Linked DNA regions of Mus musculus: region 2 is linked to region 1. A link is a contact called in public promoter capture Hi-C data. All regions are on one chromosome and are shown on one strand. The core of a region is the stretch at or near the end of the contact, and the rest is flanking DNA. Distances in the headings are between cores, read along the strand shown. Region 1 holds the start of Nomo1 (nodal modulator 1). Region 2 overlaps Sergef (secretion regulating guanine nucleotide exchange factor).

Region 1 (5,804 bases), core at 377-2,876:
CAAAATAAAACGTAAATATCTTTTTTAAAAAAAGATTCATTTATTTATTATATGTAAGTACACTGTAGCTGTTTTCAGACATCCAGAACAGGGCATCAGATCTCATTACAGATGACTGTGAGCCACCATGTCGCTGCTGGGATTTGAACTCAGGACCTTCGGAAGAGCAGTCAGTGCTCTTAACCGCTGAGCCGCCTCTCCAGCCCCATAAATATCTTTTTAAATATAATTATGAACTTAGTTAATATGTTTTGCAGAAGAAAACATCATTTAGCCAGGTAGGTGGTATATGCTTTTAATCCCCAGCACTCAGGAGGCAGAGGCAGGGGGATGTAAGTGAGTTTGAGGCCTACCAGGGCTACCTAGTGAGATGAAGTCTCAAAGCCAAGTACAGCATCATTTGTAATGGAAAACCATGTCAACAGAAATACATCATTGGTAATAAAGAAGCCAGATGCACAGATTTCTTTATGTGCACATGTGTGGGTGTGTCAACACAAAACCAGAGCTCTCATCTTAAGGGGAATAATAGATAGTTTATTCTGGAGCCATTTTGAGCCATGGCCCAGGAACACAGATTCCAGATTACCTCAAATTCTATCGTCCATCATGGAAGCAGTGTGAGGTGTCAAACCTGGGACACACCGCTGAGGTGCCTATTTAACATATTAAAGCGGACCTGGCCCCCAGGTTCTATCAGCAACACTCAGCTCCTAACTCTTACAGGGCCACCATGGCTGACATCCCCCATCCCCTGCCCTGAACTCTCCAGGGCTACACCTCTGTGCCTCCTGGCTGCTGCACTTGGTTCCCCTCTCTCCACTCTCCCTTCCCCTCCCTGTCTCTTCTCATGGCTCAGGGTCACGTTCACTCTGGACTCTCCCAGATGTTCCCGCCTCTGGCTGTGCTCTCCCAGATGTCTATAATAAACCTTCTGCCCCAGCACATCCATCAGAGGACGCCTGGAGTATCACTGTCAGGTAGGAAGGTGACCCACATCCTCGGAGACTGAGCTTCTTACTGTTCTCCCCTTAGACTAGACAGTGAGCCCCGGGGGTCCTCCAGTCTCCACCTCCCCAGTGCTGAGGTTGCTGGTGTTAGCATGGTTCTGGGGGTCAAACTCAGATCCTTATCATTGTGAGACACTTTACTGACTGCCGTCAACCCAAGACACCCCCCAACCCCCCACCCTTACTCTCTGGTTACCCTAGTACTCTCTATGTAACCCAAGCAGGGCTAAAGTTGCCCAGGTTGGTTTTGAATGTGCCCTGTGGTTCAGGCAAGCCTTAGACTTGTTTGGCTAAAACAAAATTTTAATATACAGTCAAGCACTGGTAAGAGATGGCGTCGTGGGAAAAAGAACTAAATAACACATTTCTAAAGGGCTTTTTGAAATTACATCTGGCGTGAAATATGTGAGTCAAAAAGACTTGGGCTTTGTTGAATACATTAATCAACAAAAAAGCTCTTAGCCGTGACGATGACTCTGAAGTGGAAGCCTGTCTGGGCTGTTCCTTCCAGAGGCTGCGCAGAGTCCTCCAGGACGCCAGAGGCGCAAGCGGCCATCATTCCGGGCGGATCGCGTGTCGCGTCGGTCTTTCTTGGGGGCGTGGGCGCAGGGCCGCGGCGCGCCTGCGCAGAGCAGCTCCGGGGCGGGTCCTGGGCTTGTCAGCCCAGCGAGGAGAAGGAAGGAGCCGGCTGCGTGCGGTGTGAGGGGCGGGACCGGGCGGGTTGCGGAGGGTAGGCACGCGGAGGCCGGGCCATGCGTGCGGGCCGGTGTGCCGCGGCGCTGCTGCTGCTGCTACTGAGCGGCGCGGGGCGCGCGATCGGCTCCGAGGACATCGTGGTAGGCTGCGGGGGTTTCGTGAAGTCGGACGTGGAGATCAACTACTCGCTCATCGAGGTGAGCCCCGGCCGCGCGTAGCCGGGTGGGCTGGATGACCCTTGGCCAGGCTCTCGGCTGCTCTGCACTCTTCCTCAGCCGCGCCGAGGAGCGGGAAGGCCGAGAGGGTCTGCCCGACCCCGGCTCCCCCATACCAGGACCTCCGAAACTCTAATCTGCCCAACCCATATTGCAGAACTTGGAAACCACACGTGTCACTCTCCGTACTAAAGACCCCAAGGCTCGGACTTACCGCTCCTCCATCCTCCCTGGGATGAATTTAAAGATGATCGATTCCCATTGCTAAGTCCTGACATGGAACAGTGTAACAACCTCTGGGGCTGCGAAGCTGCCCTACCTTCCCCACCTCTCCTTTTTAAAGTTGCCAGCCACCTTGCATAGTTGCTGGAATTACACTAGAGATTTGTGGAGTTATTTTTGACTGAGTCGAAAGTTAATGTGAAGTGGTTATCAACCCGGTGGGATTCTGACCCAGAAAGCCTGTGAGAAGAGGGGGTGGGGTAGAAGTAGACACAGGGGATTGGAGAGAGAGCTAGGCTAGGTTTTCCCAGGAGGGCTGGTAGTGCTGCCAGAGAAAGGAGGGAGATGGGAAGAGGTAAAGACTGGTGCCCAAGGAGGAGAAATGTGGAGGTGCCAAAGAGAAGGGCACCCGAGAGCCCTTTGAGCTGACCCAGTGGGGCCGGGGGGAAAAGGTGAGAAGCCGTTCCCACCCTGAATTCCTGTGGGCGTAGCCTTTCTTCAAACTACCTTTCTTCTAGGTGGGGTTAGAGGTGGTGTAAGATTTCCCGACGCGGAGAATCAACTGTCATCTTCCAGGCTTTCTCTGTAGAGTCCCTCTACCTCGTTGGTTGATTTATAATTGATTTTCCAATTTTTTGAGACACAGTATGGCCTTAGATTTACAATATACCCAAGGCTGGCTTTGAACTCTGGACACTCTTGCCTCTGTTTCCCACAGTGCTGGATTACAGGAGTATGTCCTGGTTCCATGTCACCAGGGGCCGTGCCACCTACTGGCTTTGTAGCATTGGGCATCTCAGAAGCTGCCCTGGAAGGCTTTTCAGCTTGAGCTTTCTGCAGCTTTGAGAGGAAGGAGAGGACAGTCAGGGGTGTCAGAGGACAGTCACCTCACCCCTAAGCACTAACAGGGATTACGAGAGCAGAGAGTAGGTTTTGTGGTCCATTGTGAACTGTGGTGCTCCAGCCTTAGGGCTCCTTGTCCTCCTCTCTGAAGCAACCCATCCTTTTGTAATCTCTGCTTACAACATCAGACATCTCATGCATGTTATCTCCACGGAGGGTTTTCTGAGCTGTACTTCACAAAAGACTTGTACTGCATGGTCCAGAGAGAAGTATGGCAGCCATGCTTTTGATTTTGAATTAATGGGCTTCTTAAATACATGTATAGTGAGAGTTTGAGTTTTTTTTTTTTATCACAAAAAATATTATATGTTGTCATTTTAATCCCATGTGTGGGACATGGGGCTGCCTCAGATTGTCCCCAGTATCTGATGATGATCTCCCTCAGGCACTAGCAGGACAAATTTTGCCAGCTGCAGATAGTTTCTGTGAGTGTGTGACATTTGGAATTCTGGGGACTCTTCAGAGGGAATATAAATGCTAGGGCCCTGAGAGGTGGGGTGTTGGTTGGTTGTTTTAGATATCCTGACAGTAAAGATCAAACTTGCCCTGAGGAACTGGTTGGTCACCCCTAATCAGCAGGAAGCAAGCAGTCTAGCAATGACTTCGCCCCCTTTCCCCTCTATCGGTTTTTCTCTCCTATCTGGTGTTAGGGACTGAAAGGGTGGAAGGAAAGGGGGTGGAAAAGGCTGGAAGAAAAAGAACCCACAAAGTAGCTAAAGGTATGGTTACAATGTAGCAAGCCAGAGTACAATAATAAACAGCAACCAGCAGATACACAGATGACAATGCAGCATCAAAATGAGTGTTCAAAACAGCCATTGACTGAAGAAGTCCGCTGGACGCAATACAGGGAGCCCTGGACAGAGCAGGGTGTCCTTCCTCTCACAAACAAGTAACAATGTATGGAGGTGATACCATCAATTCAGGTGCTTACAACAGCTGGGGAAACTGATGGGGGAATTGAGGAATCAGCTGGAGTCCTGGTTGAGCTTTCTCTCCATGATTGAGTATAACACTCCTGAACTTGTGGCTTCCCCAGGCACTTTTATATCATAGGAGGAAGAATAGTAACATCTGTTGGGAATGGTCCACCTTCCACCTGTGCTCAGTGGTATTTTACTTTTGGGGTATTTTGCTGTTCTTTTCCCTCCCTGTCACAGGGATGGGGCCAGCCAGTCCTTGGAAGACACTTTGAAACAAGCTTGCTTAGGTCTGACAGGGAGAAGGGACATCACTGCTCCCAGAGCCAGCTTCCGAGTGAGCTCAAACAGCATGTGACAATTTACCAATATAGTCTTGTCTTCTTTCTCTCTCTTTCTTTCTTTCTTTCTTTCTTTCTTTCTTTCTTTCTTTCTTTCTTTCTTTCTTTCTTTCTTTCTTTCTGAGACAGGGTTTCTCTGTGTAGCCCTGGCTGTCCTGGAACTCACTCTGTAGACCAGGCTGGCCTCGAACTCAGAAATCCACCTGCCTCTGCCTCCCAAGTGCTGGGATTAAAGGCGTGCACCACCACTGCCTGGCGAGTGTATTCTATAACATGTAAATATTATGGGTATTTCACAGTCTTTCCTCCCCTTCCTCCTCCTCCTCCTCTTCCTCCTCCTCTTCTTTTGGGGGCATGCCCAGGCAGTCTGGAACTTGTGATCCTCCTACCAGGCCTCCAGGCCTCCAGGTGCTAGGCCTACAGGGCTGTGCAGCCACGCCTAGTCTCCCACTCTTTTCAGTCGTCTTCCCTCTGTTTCTACCTGAGGTGCCTTCCTTCAACAACTGTTTTGGTACACGCTGAAGACTTGTCCCAGGTGGGGGATCGTAGTGCAGTAAAAGGACCAGACAAAGCTCTGAACTGTGACATTCTGTCCTTTAATAGTAGCCTGTATAAGCTAAAAAGAAGAATTTTGTGGCTGGAGAGATGGCTCAGCTCAGAGGTTAAAAGTCCGTGCTGCATCTTATTGTGAGTCCGCGCATGCTGTGCGGGAGGCCACAGGATGGCTTTGTGAACTCAGTTCCTTCCTCCCACCCTGATGTTGGCTCCGGGACTTGAGCTTAGGTCTCCAGGCTTGTGCAGTAAATGCCTTAACCTGTTGGGCGTCCTGCTGGCCTGGGAATCTGGATTTTCACAAGTGCCTTGCTAATAGCAAACTTAGAAAGTTTTAGACTCAGACATTTACATAAGCAAAACAGAAGACAACTACTGAAGCCAAGGAAAAGCTTCAAAGAATGAGACTTTAGGGGTAGGTTGAAGGTGGTTTCTCTAAGAAAAATATAAATGACATTATTCTGGGGTGCTCTGACTTCTTTCCCTGTGTCCCTGTAGCCGTTTCAGCAGCTAGCCAGTAATAGGTGCTCAGCTACCACGGGCCAATAGAACGCATGGAGGTGTCATGTGGAAACTTATTCTCTAAGCCAATATTAGAGCTTTAGGGTTTTTTTTCTCCTTTCTTTCCAGATAAAGTTATACACCAAGCATGGGACTTTGAAATATCAGACGGACTGTGCTCCTAACAACGGCTACTTTATGATCCCCTTGTATGATAAGGTAAGAGGTAGAGGGACTTCAGTCTCTATGAGTGACTTTTATGATAGGAAATAATTAGTGTGCCCAAGTGACAGTGGTGGCCAGGAGCATGGCCTTTCTCCCATGTGCAAACATTTTGTTGTAAAGATCAGTGGAATGCAGATTTCCAACGGTTGAGTGGGCTCGGTGGGGCTGCATGTCTCTGGCATGCTTGGCAGTGTCTCCAGATATTGCCCATCACAGCCA
Region 2 (6,052 bases), core at 1,503-4,002, 580 kb after region 1:
TAAACAAATAAATAAACAAACAAACAGCCATGCTCTCAAGTGGGCGTGGAACCCTGAGGCTGAGCTCCCAAGCAGCTGGACTGAGTCAGCGCCATCAAGAATGCAGCTGCCAACCTCCCACCCCAGGGCTGGGCCGCTGGCTGGCCCCACACGAGGTCCACTTCCGAGACAGCATTTCAAAGAAGAACCACTCTGTCTTTCCTAGTTAGCCACTTACCCAGGTACAGAGATTACCCAGACTCTCCCCTGCGTGGGAGCAGGAGTGTTTGGCTGACTGCACTATGTGAAGACTACCCATAGCCGCCCACTTGTTCACACCTAATTACTCAGCCTGCTGCCAGGGCTCACTGCCTCGCTGCTTTTCACTCCGGACTTGGCTCTGTGCTTGCATGTCTCATACGGGAATGGGACTGGGCTCTGATATGTGTCCGCCTCTCGTCAGGGGCACATAAACAGACCTTGCCACTTCTGGGTGGATGGATGATGGGCAAACGGATGGATCGATCTATGGGTGGACAGACGGACAGATGAAGTTTTCTATCACTATGCTCATGCAATCTGAAGCTCTTTATGGGAAGAAACAACTTCCCTACTAATGGACAACACACTTTCCTGAGAGCGTCCTCCAACCTGGCAACATCAAGGTTACTATGTGTCCCCCTTAGCCAGGCTACCATTCATCACACTTTGGAAGGATCAATTAAAAGCATCACACACACAAATGCTCACGGATCTGTGTGTTCAAACGCACACAGCATGTGTGACCTACTGAAGACAGCGGACGCTAAGGCAAAAACCTTTGAGAGCCAGAAACTTCGGGAAAAGCAGTCAACAGGTGTTTGGGAGCCTGCGATGGAGCCAGCAAGGCCAGGGAACTCCTGAGTTTCAGATGGCCTTGCTGTGACATCAAAGTGTCTGAGAAACTGCAGACCGGCAGCCACTCCTGGACTGCCAGGGGTGAGAGAGGCCACGAAAAGCCAAAATCCAAGAAGGAATATGATGGCCAAGAAAGGCTTGATCTAAGGGAGAGACAAAAGCCAATGAAAAGATAAAGATTCCCAGGCCATCCAGGCATGTGGTTCCCTAAGGAACAGGAGGGCTCAATCACTGTATACAGTGCAGGAGAGTCAAATTCAAGCTTAACTCAGAATGTCATGCCAGCTATGACTCACTTTGAAATATTTACCAATCCTTTCTGAGGTGGTTTTAACTCAGATCGGGGGGAAATAAAAAATAAAGGCATCTCCTTAGCCATGACCAGGCAAAGGCTCAGTGGTACCCCGGACCAATCTCCCAGTCACGTTGATGGTCACGGACGCCCTCTCGAAACCTCAAGGACTCCTGGGCGGAATGAGGTCACCAATGCAGCCGTGCATTTCCAAGTGCAAAGCTGGAATCCGATGGCACAAGGGGTGCCAGGTCCTCCACTTCCCAGTGCTTAAAGTCCTCCCACCCCGCCCCGAGTCCTCAACCCCAAGTCCTAGTGAGTGGACTGCTACTCTCACCAACCCCAAACTCTCCGTTGCACCCTCACCTGTCTTAGCAACCAGGTGTGTCCAGCCACTCCAGACAGCAGTGACCTTTTCATCCTGAAAGTAATGTGCTTCTATTCTCTGGGGCAGAGGAAGGAACACAGCGCGGGAGGCCAGCTGCCCATGCTTGTTACGGCCCCAGACGTACAGCTCTCCTGTATCTGAAAGAGAGGTGCATGGGAGGGAAGTCAGGAACATGACCCAGGAGGGTAGGAGACAACGCTGAAAAAGAAACAGCTAAAAGGGATCGTTTCCTACTGATACCACAGCACTTAGTAGGGCCATGCACAATACAAAATTTATGTAGGACGATCTAATGTAAAACTTACAAAATTCTGTACCTAAGCAAGGCCTGGCGTATATAACATGTGCATGCATGCACATATTCATGCCTGGGGCTGGGGGAGTTGTGGGTACCGGTGAACAGAGAACATCGTGTGTCCTTCTCTGTTACTTTTATTTTATTCCTCCGAGACATGGTCTCCACCGAAGCTGGAGCTAGGCCAGGAAGCCGCAGGAACCCGCAAGTCTCCACTCTACACAATGCGTTCTATGTGAATGCTGAGACTCAAATTGAAGTCCTCATGCTTGCACAGTAAACCACTTAAACTTAAGATAACAGGTTAGAAGACACACTATTTGGGGGCTGGAGATGTGGCTCAGTTGGCAGAGTGTTTGCTTAGCACACACAATCCCCCAGCACTGCACAAACTGGGTGTGCTGGTGCTTGCTTATAATCTCAGAACTCTGGAAGTAGCAGCAGAAGGATTAGGAGTTCACGGTCATCCTTGGCTACACAGTAACTTCAAGGTTCAAGGTCATCCTTGGCTACACAGTAACTTCAAGGTTCAAGGTCATCCTTGGCTACACAGTAACTTCAAGGCCAACCTGGACTACAGGAGACACTGCCAAAAAAAAAAAAAACCTGTATGGTATTTTAGCTTAAACCTTTTTAAATGAGATTATTTCACTGTGCTCACTGGCCATAGAATAGAATGAGCTACCACTGCCCATCTGTGCGGCCCCTGAGCTCATCTGAGCCTCACAGCAATCTCAGGATGGAGGCAGAAGTGCCTGGCAGGGTGATGTAACAGGAGCAGGAAGCAAATGCAGAGTCAAGTGACTCTGGCTGCTATTCCTGGACCTGCTAACTAGCTATTGACCTTGGGCAAATCACTTCCTCTCCGAGTCTTGGTTTCACCAGCTGAATCTGGGAAGGGAGGGCTGCTGGCCTAACTGACGTCACTGCCTACTGGAGCAACTGGTGGGTGACCGTGGCAACCAGAGAGCACATGCCTGTCTAAAAAGTAAACTTCAAAGAGAAATTTTAGACAAAGGTCAAACAAAATGAAAGCCAAAGCTGTAAGTCAGCCAGTGAGATACCAGTCTGCAGTTCCTCTGTGAGCTTCCCTAGGCCTGCAGTGGGGCTAAACACTAGTCACACCTGAAGTGTGAATGGCCCACGTGAAAGTACTCAATGGACTGCACAGAGACGGCACGCAGAAAACATACCTAATAATGTTCCTATTATAGTAAGTAAGATTTTGGACATTCAATAAGATTAATTTTACCTATTTCATTTTAGCTTTTGTGAGACAGCTCACATCCTATTATACAGCACGGTCCCAAAAGATAAATTAATCAAGGCTGGGACATGTTAAATGGCTTTTCAAGATCACCTGGCTAACAAGGACTCACACACAGCCAGTGAAGGGACGAGGAAGGAGCCAGGCCTGTTTCGTTTGCCGAGTTCCTGATAAAGTTCACAGTACTGCTTGCCCTACAGTGGTCTCATATTCCCTAAAACTCATCAAAGGCCAAACAGGATGATGACAGTCATAGCTCAGGGATCTCCAAGTTCCCTCTGCCACCCACTCGCTGTGGCACACTGAGCACAGCACGCCATGCCCCATTTCTTCACCTCTAAGGTGAAGGTGTGTAAGTGAAGCTTCCGCCACTGACATCCTACAGATCCACGATGTGCCTCCAGCCTCCATCCCTTAGAGGAGGGCAAAGACAGCACCCCTCACCCCATACAATGTCAACCCAGTAGATGCTGGAGAGCCCCAGAGGTGCCATGGGTGTGGAGCCTCTGTGGCTCAGAATATCCAAGCCATCTTTTTGAAAGACAGACTGCCTTGCCATGGGGATAGTTACACTGTTGCATCAGCAGGTAAAATTAAATTCTGCTGCAATGCCAAATGGTTACATAATCTACAAGGACTCCAGGGAAGAGGTCTAAAGAACACCGAGCCCAATCCGATGTGCTAACAGCCTGAGTGAGATGAGAAAGGAGGGCCATTAATCTTCACAATTTTTAACTCACTTTCGAAATATCAAAAACCAATTCACTTTGTGGCTATACTAAAAATGATTAAATGGACACTTTAAAGTGGTGAATATCATATATAAATTATAGCTCCACCAAAAAAAAAAAAATCCAGTCTATGTATTAAACATGGCACCATAAAGTGGCCATGTAGGAAATAATTTAGTAACCACATGTTTTTGTTCATTTTTTAATCGACATTAGCAGGTAATTTGATAATTTCTAAGTTTGCATACTACCAGCCATCTCAAATTAATTAGGACAGAAAAAGAATGAAGCTTAATCTCGGCTCACTCCTCCAGGGATGTCTCTTTCATCACTGGGCGGAGCAAGGTGCTTGCACCCTGCAATCACATTGTCTCTAGAAGAGATGTGGGACCAGGTGCCAGGTACAAGACAGGTGCAGGTGCGAAATACCTTCCCTCGTGAGAAAGTGATACACGGCATCCTGAGGAGAGGCCACTGGGCTACCTAGATACACAGGCTTGGCACTGATGGATAGACAGAGTCAGGAAACTGCAGTGTGAAGGCTGAGCGTGCCGGAGGATGCCTGTAATCCTAGAACTTGGGAGATGGAAGCAAAAGAATCCGGAGTTCTGAGGCCAGCCTCATCTACTTACTGAGTTTGAGGCCAGCCTGGGTTACACAAGACTATGTCTAAAAAAGGAAGGAAGGAATAGAGAGAGGGGAGGAGGAAGAGAAAGAAGGAGGGAGGAAAAGAGGAGGCAAGGGAAGAAGAAAGGAAAGGGAGAAGAGAGGGAAAAAGAAAAAGAAAGATGGATGTTTAGTGTTGGGGGGAAAAAGCCCAAAGAAATGAAACAGGAAAAAAGAGAGAATATATATAAAGTTACATACAGATACGTGCAAAAAACTGGTCATATGGAAAGCTACAAGGATGAAGGTGAAGTAAAACAGAAATAAAGGTAAAAAGAGTAGGCAAACACACGGAAAGAAAACAGGACGATAAATACGTGAAGTGGGCAGCAGCAGATTAGCACAAGTCAATAAACTTAAACTACTGTACAGGAAGGTGGAGAGTGTGAGAAATTGCATTAGACAGTGAAATGGCTTAGAAAGGAATGTACATCCTTAGCCAGGTCATTCGCACCTGCAACCCATGCTCTCAGGAGGCTCAGGCAGGAGTTCAGTACGGTTGAGGCCATCCTGGGTTACATAGTGAATTCCAACCCAGCCTGGGCTACACGGAAGTGAGACCATCTCAAAAGCAAACGAAAGCGCAGTATGCTGTATGGCCATAACTCTCCTCGCTAACACTTCATCAGCAATGAGCCACACAATGGTTCGCTATCACACAGCCTGGGTGCGCAACAGCCTGGATCCCCCCCCCCACCCCCCGACGCTCAGGCAGTGACGCCCCCATCGCTGAGCAGTACGTGGCTATATATAAATTAACTGTTGAGCTCTTGATCTTCCCATCACAGCTCCCCCAAGAGGAAGATAATCTTTTCCACCCTGTATAATTGAGAGAACGCAGAGGCTGAGCACTGAGCTGACGCTTGATGTGAGTACTTTATACGTACCATCCAACTAAGTTCTTACAGCTACCCAGAAAGTATGTTCCAGATGAAGAGACGGTCTCAAAAGCGAAAGCAACTGTGCCTAAAATTATACCTAGAGCGGTACCAAACTCCCACTCCAAAATCTATACCCTCCCCCGCAAAACTCTGACTCAGCCTCATTCCAGGCCACAGCCTGCAGACATCTGAATGGCACATTCGGCTGGTACCCACCTGTTAATGAGGCCGAGTGGTCAGATCCTGCAACAGCACACACTGCTGTAGAATTCTCCAGGCCTGGAAAAGAAATGTGTTTGCTTTGAGCTATATTTATGCCAAAACATGCTGCGTGCAGAGTGGGTTCCAGGGCCGCGCTTTACCTGAGCATGGGGAGAACCCCACCCAGTGCAGGCAGGCGTGAGCAGCAGTACTGGCAGACGGCTTGGCGGGACGGAGACAGTGATGTCATGGGGTTAAAGTGCACAGTCCTCACTATCACTGATAGGAAGAGCGGGAAAACCAGAATACTGCGCAATGATAGAACGCAACTGCACAGATCAGTGTAAAGTCACGTTGCTGAGAGAAGCACACGCATAGACCTGAGAAGGTGCCTGTGAAATGTGTGCACAGGTTTCCGAGCTCTGCCCGCTGAGGAAGGCTGAAGGCAAAAGGGC

Evidence for each region. Promoter capture Hi-C pulls out the DNA fragments that hold promoters and counts their contacts.
Region 2: a promoter capture Hi-C map of pre-B cells shows a contact between it and region 1, with 2.9 times the contacts expected there. The contact joins the enhancer-like site here to the promoter of Nomo1 in region 1. A contact is called at or near these places in 8 of 39 promoter capture datasets (the 3T3-L1 cell line, 3T3-L1-derived adipocytes, the C10 cell line and 5 more), 1 of 484 Hi-C or Micro-C datasets (B cells), 5 of 115 datasets of contacts at active chromatin or transcription factors (the NIH/3T3 cell line, T-cell acute lymphoblastic leukemia, astrocytes and 2 more) and 1 of 9 other capture datasets (liver).

The regions. Positions count from the first base shown.
Region 1 is chr7:46,032,070-46,037,873 of GRCm38.p6, forward strand. It overlaps Nomo1 (nodal modulator 1), which reads left to right and starts at 1,627. Exons shown (of 31, transcript NM_153057.4): 1 at 1,627-1,903; 2 at 5,490-5,579. The coding sequence starts at 1,763.
Region 2 is chr7:46,613,084-46,619,135 of GRCm38.p6, forward strand. It overlaps Sergef (secretion regulating guanine nucleotide exchange factor), which reads right to left. Exons shown (of 11, transcript NM_013789.2): 7 at 5,613-5,675; 8 at 1,535-1,693. Among named protein-coding and RNA genes, the nearest start is that of Sergef, 24 kb to the right of the region's middle. Within about 2 kb of position 2,753, at least 69 of the 459 cell types and tissues checked have an H3K27ac peak or open chromatin away from gene starts, as enhancers often do. A contact at or near this core is called in liver and pre-B cells, where this site is marked.